3 separate regions of the Mus musculus genome follow, and all the other regions are linked to region 2. A link is a contact called in public targeted proximity ligation data. All regions are on one chromosome and are shown on one strand. The core of a region is the stretch at or near the end of the contact, and the rest is flanking DNA. Distances in the headings are between cores, read along the strand shown.

The links.
Region 1: a targeted proximity ligation map of pancreatic cancer cells shows a contact between it and region 2. A contact is called at or near these places in 1 of 130 datasets of targeted methods (pancreatic cancer cells) and 1 of 9 other capture datasets (embryonic stem cells).
Region 3: a contact with region 2 is called in a targeted proximity ligation map of pancreatic cancer cells. A contact is called at or near these places in 3 of 39 promoter capture datasets (cranial neural crest, hematopoietic stem and progenitor cells and pre-B cells), 1 of 130 datasets of targeted methods (pancreatic cancer cells) and 2 of 9 other capture datasets (embryonic stem cells and macrophages).

What each region holds. Positions count from the first base shown.
Region 1 is chr19:24,614,410-24,617,658 of GRCm38.p6, forward strand. No RefSeq gene overlaps it. Among named protein-coding and RNA genes, the nearest start is that of Tmem252, 58 kb to the right of the region's middle.
Region 2 is chr19:24,341,125-24,344,629 of GRCm38.p6, forward strand. The region is part of intron 13 of Pip5k1b (phosphatidylinositol-4-phosphate 5-kinase, type 1 beta); the gene reads right to left. Among named protein-coding and RNA genes, the nearest start is that of Fxn, 62 kb to the left of the region's middle.
Region 3 is chr19:24,672,629-24,675,787 of GRCm38.p6, forward strand. Tmem252 (transmembrane protein 252) reads left to right here and starts at 1,380. Exons shown (of 2, transcript NM_183160.3): 1 at 1,380-1,715. The coding sequence starts at 1,441.

The sequences.
Region 1 (3,249 bases), core at 187-2,686, 270 kb after region 2:
GATAGAACACTGTTCTTTGATTATGTTTCCAAAACCAAGGCACATTCAGTGGTCAACTCTGCCAAGCAGATCCACCCATGTCTCTCTTGTGTATGTGCTTTCCTCTGTTTACTCCAGCAAAGAGCCACAGAATCAGGGTCAATTTGCCTTTCTATTGCCTAAATATCAAAAAGATGCTACCTCCCAACTCATTTAAACCTGCTGTTAGCCTCCCTGGGAAAGACTATCATCAATAGTACCATCAACTGGGGCATAGAGTAGAGAAATATTTCCAAGTCTGGTAAGTGGCAGAGTGGATGTTTCTGATCACTTCACTCTAGTTTTGATTATTGCCAATGCACCGCAAAGCTCTTACCCTTAGCCTCAGTTCTCCTAGTGACTGGAGAATAAAGTTTCCTGAGTGAGAGAGGTGGGGAGGGAGTTTTAGGAGAAGCAGACTGATAGGATGGAGAAGAGAAAATATGCTATGGCTATGCTCTTAACCTCACGGAACAGTTGGAATCAGCTCAAGGAATGGAATTCAAGGCTTCCCAGCGAGATGTTAGGGATCGCCTTAAAGATGGCTAGGTGATTTCAGAGAGAAAAAAAAATCTACTTTAGCAGCTGCCTCATCTTTTGGTTCTGAAATGGTTGGAAGTGCTTTAGATTTTGCTGAAGCTAGGGTAAATTCCTTTTTGGATATAAAGAACACATCTGTGTGAAGATGGTGCTAATGGATTTATAATGTTATGATTTGAATGGTTGAAAGTCCATCACAGGCTCTAAGGTGTTTAAAATCCTCAGTCCACTGCCATTTTAGGAGGTGTCTTAGTCAGGGTTTCTATTCTGGCACAAAACATCATGACCAAGAAGCAAGTTGGGGAGGAAAGGGTTTATTCAGCTTATACTTCCACATTGCTGTTCATCACCAAAAGAAGTCGGGACTAGACCTCACACAGGGTAGGAACTTGGAGGCAATGGAGGGATGCTGTGTACTGGATTGCTTCCACTGGCTTGCTCAGCTTGCCTTCTTATTGAACCCAGGACGACCAGCCCAAGGATGGCACCACTCTCAATGAGCCCTCCCCTCTTGGTCACTAATTAAGAAAATGCCTTACAGCTGGATCTCATGGAGGCATTTCCTCAACAGAGGCTCCTTTCTCTGTGGTAACTCCAGCTTGTGCCAAGTTGACACACAAAACCAGCCAGTACAGGAATTGTGGACCTTTGGGACATAGGACAGAGATGGTTGACATAACCAGGAGGGATGATGGGTCTTTAGGGTTGAAGGCCAGCCGTGCTTCTGTCCCAAGCTCTCTGCTTCCGGCCCACCCTTTCTGCTTCCTGATCTGCTAAGATACAAAGAAGCCCAGCCACAAGATACTGCCACAGATCCAGCCACGACTGACTGTCCCGCCCCCTTTAAACTGTCAGTCAAAATCAACCTCTCCTCCCTTACAGAACAACTGCTTCTGTAAGGTCTTCTGGGACAGCAATGAGAAATGGAACTACTAGGGATGACGATGCTCTGTGTCATCCCAATGGGGGGGCACATTTAAGAGGGGACATTATTAATAAGTACACAAGGACAAAGGATGTGGTGAATGAGTGAGCAGACACAGTCACCCTCACTATAAATAGCGAACTAGAATCTTCAAGGCATGACACAGGCTTTTCCCAGTTGGGACATCACATGACGCCCTTGTCATCCTTGCCCTGGCTGATCACTGATGAGTCAGCCAGGTTTGCCAAATGTTGTGAGAACACACCTGAGTTCTGACAAGAGCCCAGTGGATAGCCTGCTGGCCTGCTTTTGCCTGTTCCTGAAGAAGTCCTTCAGTAGAGCACCCTCAAATGCTGGGCCAGGCGCTACAGGTGCCCATGGTTTGTGACCACTGAACACTCGGCTGGGTGCCACTGTTGCGTTTGGTTGGACTTCTCTTTAAGCTGGGGCATCACTCTGCTTCAGTGGAGAGCGGCGGGGTGTCAGGAGCAGGTGTCAGAGGCCTAGCCTGTTTCCTATTTTGACATTTCATCAAGATGGGATTTAGAGACTAGAAAAGATAACATTGCAATATCTGACCTTAAGAAGGAGACAATAGCTAGGCCTTCAGTGTTTAGACACTCCTCGGATCATGTATTGGTTGGATAGCCCTGGCTTCCCTTTTTATTGTTAATATATGTCTCCTTGGCCTCCTGCCAACTAAGACACAGAAGAAAGAAATAGAAACATTTAGCAGGGAGGAAAGTGTGGGGAACTGAAGGGCTGGCATGGGGTAGTGATTTCTTGTTGTGCACAAGGAGTGGACGTACCCTAGGCTGTCCAGGGTGCAGGCCCTCACATGTTACCCGTGTATGTGACTTCTCTCTTTTGTTCAATCATTTAGGGCAAAGGAAAAAAAAAATTGAGGCAGAGTCTTACTATCTAGTTCTGACTAGCGTGGAACTCCCTATGAAGACCAAGCTGATCTCAAACTCAGAGATTGACCTGCCTCAGAATTCTGAGCACACAGGAATATCTATGTGGCTCCTGCCTCTAACAACAGGAGCAGCTGGCGTGTTCATAGGAGGCTGTGCACTGTGACACGGCCAGAAGACAGGAGTGCCTCTAAGTAGTGGGTTTGGTCTGGGGCTGCTATACATTCAGATGCTAAATTCTGTACCCCAAGATCTGGTTGTCCCCAAGAAAGAGATCCTCAGGGACAAGGAGATTCCCATCTACACTGAGTGATGCTATGTAACCTTGCTTCCCAAGTTAAGTGGTCAATAAAAGGCTAAAGCCTATGGTTGGGTAAGAGATAAGAGGTTTTGAGTTACCTGGCCACATGCTTGTGGTTTATCTCCTCTCATGAAACTTCACCTCTCTCTATACCACACTCCCTCCAGTAATTGGCTGTTACCAGTTTTATTTAACCAATACTTTCAAATTGGGGAACGAGATTTACATAGCATCACGTGGTGTCCATGAGGGTCTCCTTGTTGGGGAAACCAGATCTTAGGGTACAGAATTTAGCATTTGAATGTGTAGCAGCCCCAGACCAAACCACTACACCTCTAATGGCAGTTCTTAACTTGGGCACCTGGAATTGAAGGTGTGGGCTACCGTGTCTGGTGAGAGAAATGTTTTGAACATTGAAAAAATAGCCTGTAGTATTTTCTAAAAAAATATTCAAACATTAACAAAATATGTAAGGTGGGAAGCAGACACTTCCTTAGTCAGCCCCTTAGTTCCAGTGTGTAGGAATGAATACCCTTGACATTTTCCTTTTG
Region 2 (3,505 bases), core at 602-3,101:
ACAACCAATGCTGCCTACAGCACACAAGAAGATCAAGTCTTTGTAGTCCTTGATGCAAGGGTGGCTCAGGGAAAGAACAGGAGGCTTAGACCCTGGAGCTCTGTGCTCCAATTGGACTCTTACTAGCTGACTTACTATGACACCAGAACTCTGTATAGCTGTTTCCTGATCTCTTAGACTATTCTAAAGAAAGGTATGGTAGTTTGAATGGGTATGGCCTCGTAGACTCATGTGTTTGAATGTTTGGCTCATAGGGATTGGTACTATTAGGAGGTGTGGCTTTGTTGGAGTATATTGGCCTTGATGGAGGAAGTGTGTTATTATGGAGGCAGGCTCTGAGGTCTCATATATACTCAAGATATCCCCAGTTTGGTACACAGTCTCCATCTGCTGCCTGTGGATCAAGATGTAGAACTCTCAGCTCTTCCAGCACCAGGTCTGCCTGCACACTGCCATGCTTCCAGCCATAATGATAATGGACTGAACCTCTGAAACTGTAAGCCAGACCTAATTAAATGTTTTCTTAGTTGTCTTGGTCACGGTGTCTCTTCACAGCAACGGAAACCCTAACTAAGACAAGGGGTCTCTCACCTACTTTAGCATGGAGGGCTCTCCTGCCATGGCTTTAATCTGACCAGTTTGGGAGAAGAGACTCATAGCTGCAGGAATCAGCTCATTGGCTCCTAGGTTGACAATACTCATGGGGGAAGAAGAGGGCTCAGGACTGCTGTCAGACCTTCCGAATCAGCAGCCTGAGATCTAGCTGCTGGACTCATCAGTTAGAAAGGTTTTGCCAGCTGGCTCCCAGCATGGCCAGTTGCTTCTCCTATGGTATCTGCTCTTCTCATAAAACTCCACATTTTAATAGTGGGCTAGATGTTAGAGAGAGCCACCAGGAAAACACGGACAAATACATGAGACTAGCTACCACAGTGATGCTGGTAAGGGCTTCTGGGATGGGGGAGCACAGATACATTGGGGGTGAAGTGAGCTTTCAACCTGTATGCATAAACAGAGCCCCAGCTTTGCTCCCAACTGTGCAGGGAATCATGGAAAGAATGAATAGTCATGTATATAACTTATTTCACAGCACTAAGTTGAATTGCTCTTAGTTTGGAGATAAAACCTATTTGCCCCTCTAGTTGTTGGCACTCAGTTCATATCTCCTTTCGAAGAACAGATTTCTCAGTAGGTAAGAAAAATTCAAGTACCAGGAATTCAGATTTATAACCTATGATTTGTTTGTGAGGCAGGTTGCTGATGGAGTGTCTTTGTATTCCTGTGAGCCATACGCTCTAACCTAAGATCTTATAGTAGAGCCTTTAAGTATGGACTTCTGGAGCTGGGGAGGCTGCCCAGTTGGTAAAGTGCTTGCCAAGCAAGCAGCACAAGGACCCAAGTTCAGATTTCTAGCACCAGGGAGACAAAGGCAGGCAGATTCCTGACTTTTCGAAAGACAGATGTGTACATACATATGTACATACCTTCCACCCAACAGAGAGAGAGAGAGAGAGAGACAGAGACAGAGAGAGAGACAGAGAGAGAGACAGAAACAGAAAGAAACAGAGAGAGAGAGAACATACTCTCAATCAGCAGTTAAAAATATACTTTTAAGGCATCATAACTTTTCTCTTTGCTCCCTAGTCAATTTTGAGAGTATACTTAACAAACCAGATTCAAAGAAACCAGTGGAACTTTAAAAGTCACAAAGAAAGATAGTCTAAAAAGAATTCTAGAGACAGCCATTTCCTACTGCAATACATAATTTAGGTGTGGACTTCTCTGGATGCCGTTCAATGCCTCAACGTTAAGGGCTCTAAAGACACAGAGGACGACAGCAGATACTTGAAGTATTTATAGCTTATATGAGCACAGATAAGGATAACGTGTTTAAATGAGAAAGCAGGCCACTTGGAACAGAAATATGACTCACAGAGAAACAGAAAAATCTCAGCTGTAAATTGCAATGTCAATATTTGATGTACTTTCCCGTTCCTTGTTTGATGCATTTTCTCCCCAGGCTGTCTGTATTTGGTTTTAAAACTTAGTTAAGCCAGATGAGACACTTACAATCATGTCAATTCTGATTTCAAGAAATACCATGTACTGTACTAAAGAAATAAGACAACCATGATAAGGACAGTTTGCCGATTAGCTTTCCCTGCTAAATAAGCAGGGCTGAGCTCGGTGGGCTAAGCATTCAGGGGTGTTCACTCCCAGGGCTCCTCGGGCTATATTTCTCTTCAGGGTTTTTTAGCATCCCTGAGTCTCTGATCCTCATGATTTCCCTAAGGAGAAGGTAACTGTGGTAGATCTTCCAGCTTTTTGTACACAAGAAGGCTAACAGCAGAAACGCCTGTGGGGAGAGCAGGCAGGAGACAGGCAAGAGGATGAAGAAGAAAGGGTGGCACCCAGAGGGTCCTCAGGTCTCCTCATCAGCTGAGAAGTGTCAGGAAAAGTGAAACTGCCTGAGCTTGCTAGCTGGCTTCTTGTAAGGGCGTCCTGGGATCTCAGAAATGCTTTCTCAGTTGTCTCTGGGAGAGGTTGAGCACCACCCAGCTGCAGGAGGGTGGGCTCAGTGGAGTGACCATGACTGATCAATGCCTCTGGGCCTCCCTTCCCTCACACACTGCAAACACCCAGCTCCTCCCTTCTGCTTCCGATGGAGTCCATGTTTAGTTCTTGCAACTGAACCCTGACTGATAGCTAAGTATGAGATCCCAAATACCACAGTAGAATGCCAGAGAAAACTGCTTAAAGCAACGGAGCACCAAAGAGAGGGGAAAGACTCTTGGAGTATTATAGACAGAAGGCTCACTGGTCCATTTCCCACATGCACATCTGGAGGTGAGCTAGCATCAGCAGGAGAGAAGATGTGCATAATTAGAGCACAGTGCCCAGAGTGCACAGCTGGGTGGGCGGGCATGGAGAGGTAGCTAGACTCTATCTGGCCACAGGACTGGCTTCAGGGGGAGGCCAGAGCCCGAAGAATCCCTGCGAATGCTCAGGAGTTTAATAGCTCTTACCAAGAGATAGAGCACTTAAGAACCCTTCTGATATCAACAAACCACTTACCCACCCACCATCACCACCACCACCAAGAACCACAACCATTACAAAACCCCAACCCCAAATACCATTCCCTTAGTGCTGGAAATTTCAGGAAATGATTCAAGAGGGCATTGAATGATACGCTCCTGATAATGACCATAGTAGCAAACTATAAAGAAGTACCATTGTTATGAGAACTGTTCTTAACGTTGCTGAAGCCTTGCTGTGACTTTTCTGCTACCCTCCAAGTGTCACTTACACTCATGGGGTACAGCCCCCTGCATCTGCTGCACCATACATCGAGGGGCTTGACTGAGAAGCCAGATTTAAACATTCATAGCCCGCATTCATATTAAGCTATTATATGTCACATTGAATGTCTTCAAACCTAGAAAGCTGGGCGAGTCAAATGTCCTTTATGTACTTTAAGTGACTTAAGTCATCTACAGAGGAA
Region 3 (3,159 bases), core at 130-2,629, 330 kb after region 2:
AAACGTCGGGAACAAGGCTAAAGAATATAAGTATAAATACTGTGACTCTGCACAAATAAACATTTTCCTGTTGGAAAAGCAAACGACCAGGGATGACAATGGAGGAATGTGGGAAGCCTCTAGGAAGTGACTCAGGAGCCCCAGTGGGGAGAGAAGTCTCTTGGTGTGGTGTGGACGTGCCAAGGCACCAAATAAAAGAAAGGTAGGAAGTACAGCCTGAGGCAGGTCTGCAGTGAGGAGTTTATAACCACAGACTGAGTGCAGAAGGTAGCTCCTAGACCGTTCCTAGGGCAATGTGACACAGAGCAGAGACGCAGGGAAAGAGGGCAAGGGACATGGTTTGGCAGCATCTGCTAAGATACATTTTACCTAAGACATATTTTAGGGGGAAGGTTTCAGATTTTCTTACAGCCTTTCATCTGTCACTGTGCCCTGTGAGACCGTGTGGGGGCCAAAGAGTAGGGTGTAATAGGAGAAATTTATGATGTGTACTCTCTTGGTATACATGATAGCTATATCATGCTAGAGCGTTATGAGGACAATGCCCTTAGGTCAAATGCCTATGGATTTTTTTTTTTTTTTTTTTTTTTTTTGAGAGCAGGGAGAGACTTGGGTGAAACATATATAATGAACCAGGAATGGTAGCCTGCACTAAAGTCACACAGAATAAATACTTAACTAGCACCCGTCAGTCAGAGGGGACGATGGGTTGCAATATCTGCACCCCAACAACGGGAAAATTTGGCAGCAGAATTCAAACAGCAGTTATTACACCAGGTGCCACCACCCCCGGCCCCGGTCCTTCTCCAGTGTGCTCCCTCTCCTTCTGGAATTCTCTTCTATCAACAGAAAGATCACTTCCTGGCCTGCTCCCATGGAATTTTCCCAGAATCAGAGTATTGGGACAATGAAGGGTAGAGTCACTGACGTAGGCAAAGACAGAGCGCTAAGAGCCTTGGCGAAATGTACTTTTAGTACGGAAAGAGAAAATGAAATCAGGAAAGGAGTCTTTGCCAAACAATGAAGGCAAGAGTTTGTAGACAGATGCTAACGTCTTTAACTTTCAGTACAGAGTTCCCTACAGCGAGGGCTGAGAGACCAGTGCCTTCATACTCAAAAAGATTCCGACCTCTCTTCCAATACCTGGGAGCAGCTGAGGTCCCACCCACCAACCAGGAACATACTGGCTACCCACAACCTCCCCTTCCCCCCCCCCCCCCCCCCCCCCGAGGACACAATGTTATGTTTCTAGGTTCCCCCTGGAGGATGTTACAGTAACTTCCAGTGGTTAATGAATAGCTTCCCGGTGCCTGCTTCATTTAATTGTTCAAAGGCCATTTGTTCCTGTATATAAGGCTGTGACCTGGCTAGTGAGTGCTCTTCCCCCAGCAGGCCTGGAAGCAGAGGAGTGGCAGGATCAGAGGGGCTCCAAGAAGAAGGATGCAGAACAGGACTGGGCTGATCCTGTGCGCCCTCTCCCTCCTCACCGGCTTCCTGATGATTTGCCTGGGTGGCTTTTTCATCTCCAACTCCATCTTCCACTCCCAGAGGAATCTGGTTGTGGCCTACGTGCTTCTGCCCATGGGGTTTGTGATCCTTCTGAGTGGAATTTTCTGGGGCACCTACCGCCAAGCAAATGAAAACAAAGAGATGTTCAACCACGTGCTCAGACAGCACCTCGCTTTCCAGGACCTGCCCCTGGCCACTGTAGACAGGTACGTGCTGAGCTGAGCGCCAGAGGGCATGAGAAGGGTTGAGAGGAGTCATGGTGTGGGAAGGGGAGTGAAGCACAGGCCCATAGTGGATCCACTTACAGGAGGCTATGAAGCTAGGCTCAAAATTCCACCATTGGGCAATTTGCTCTGGGGCTGTTGTGCGTGGTGGGGAGCGGGGCTGCCTTTGGGGAAAACAACGACGTAAGAGGAAATTGTCTTAGGGTAAGATCCTCATGCCCACAGTAAAAAGTCACATAAACAAATTAAGGGGCACAATCCCTAGATTCTTCCTATGTTTGGGGGTGGGGGTGGTAATTTTAGTTAAAGGCAGGTGATGATTAGATGGTCCTGATAGCCTGGTTACTGGGTTATAAAGAAAGTCCCAGACCAAGTTCTACCCACAATACATGAGCAAGCAGACCAGACGTCAAGTCAGTCCAGCAACTTCTGTGACTAAGGGACGTTCTAGATGACTGACCTTTTAAGTGTTCTGATCTCACCTCTTATGAAGGACATATTCAAGGCAAGATGATAACATGCCCATCGATGATACAAAACCAAACGGCAGCACGGATACACACAGACGGCATTATTACTTGGCCTTAAGACAGACCACATTAATTGATATGTGCCGTAGATATTTAGACACTGAAAACATTATGGCAAGTGACACCTGCCAGACAGAAAGGACGGCCACTGTACTATTTCTGCTTACACCATGAGCTACCAGAGCCACTTACACCACAGCCATTTATACCAATCCTTAGCAGCTATCACAGCTGCTTACACTAAGTAGCTACTGCAGACAGGAAGCAAAACAGTAGTCCCAGGCCTGGGGGTTGTGTGTGGTGGGGGGGGGGGGCGGGGAGAAATGAAGAATTATTATTTAATGATTATAGGGCTGTAGTTTGGGATACAAACTACAATCTAGGGATTGTAGGGATAGTTTTGCAGCAATATAAGACCACTAATACCACTAATGCCCTCACAAGTAATACATGTTATTTATATTTTAACCAAAAGGGCAGGGGGGGCGGGAAAGATTCAGGTAACCTTGTGGTTGGTTAACTTAGCATGGAACTTCTAATTCTTGTCCAAACACAAGAACATTGTTCTAAAGGTATAGGGTGTCTTAAGGCCTAGGATGTAAGCATCTGTAAATCCTGTGAGCTCTTCATGCAAGAGTAAGAAGATCATAAAAGGTTTTGATTATCCCGTGTACTTTGAATAAGAGTCCTCTCGCCAGTGACAGTGCATTGTTGGCATTCATCACACCAGAGACAACAATCAGAAACCATTTCCAAGGTCAGTTAGCTTAACTAGGGATTGTTTGGGTTTCATCTTAAAATAAGATAACAGAGTAAGCCAGGCAGTGGTGGCGCATGCCTGGAATCCCAGCACTCGGGAGGCAGAGGCAGGTGGATTTCTGAGTTCAAGGCCAGCC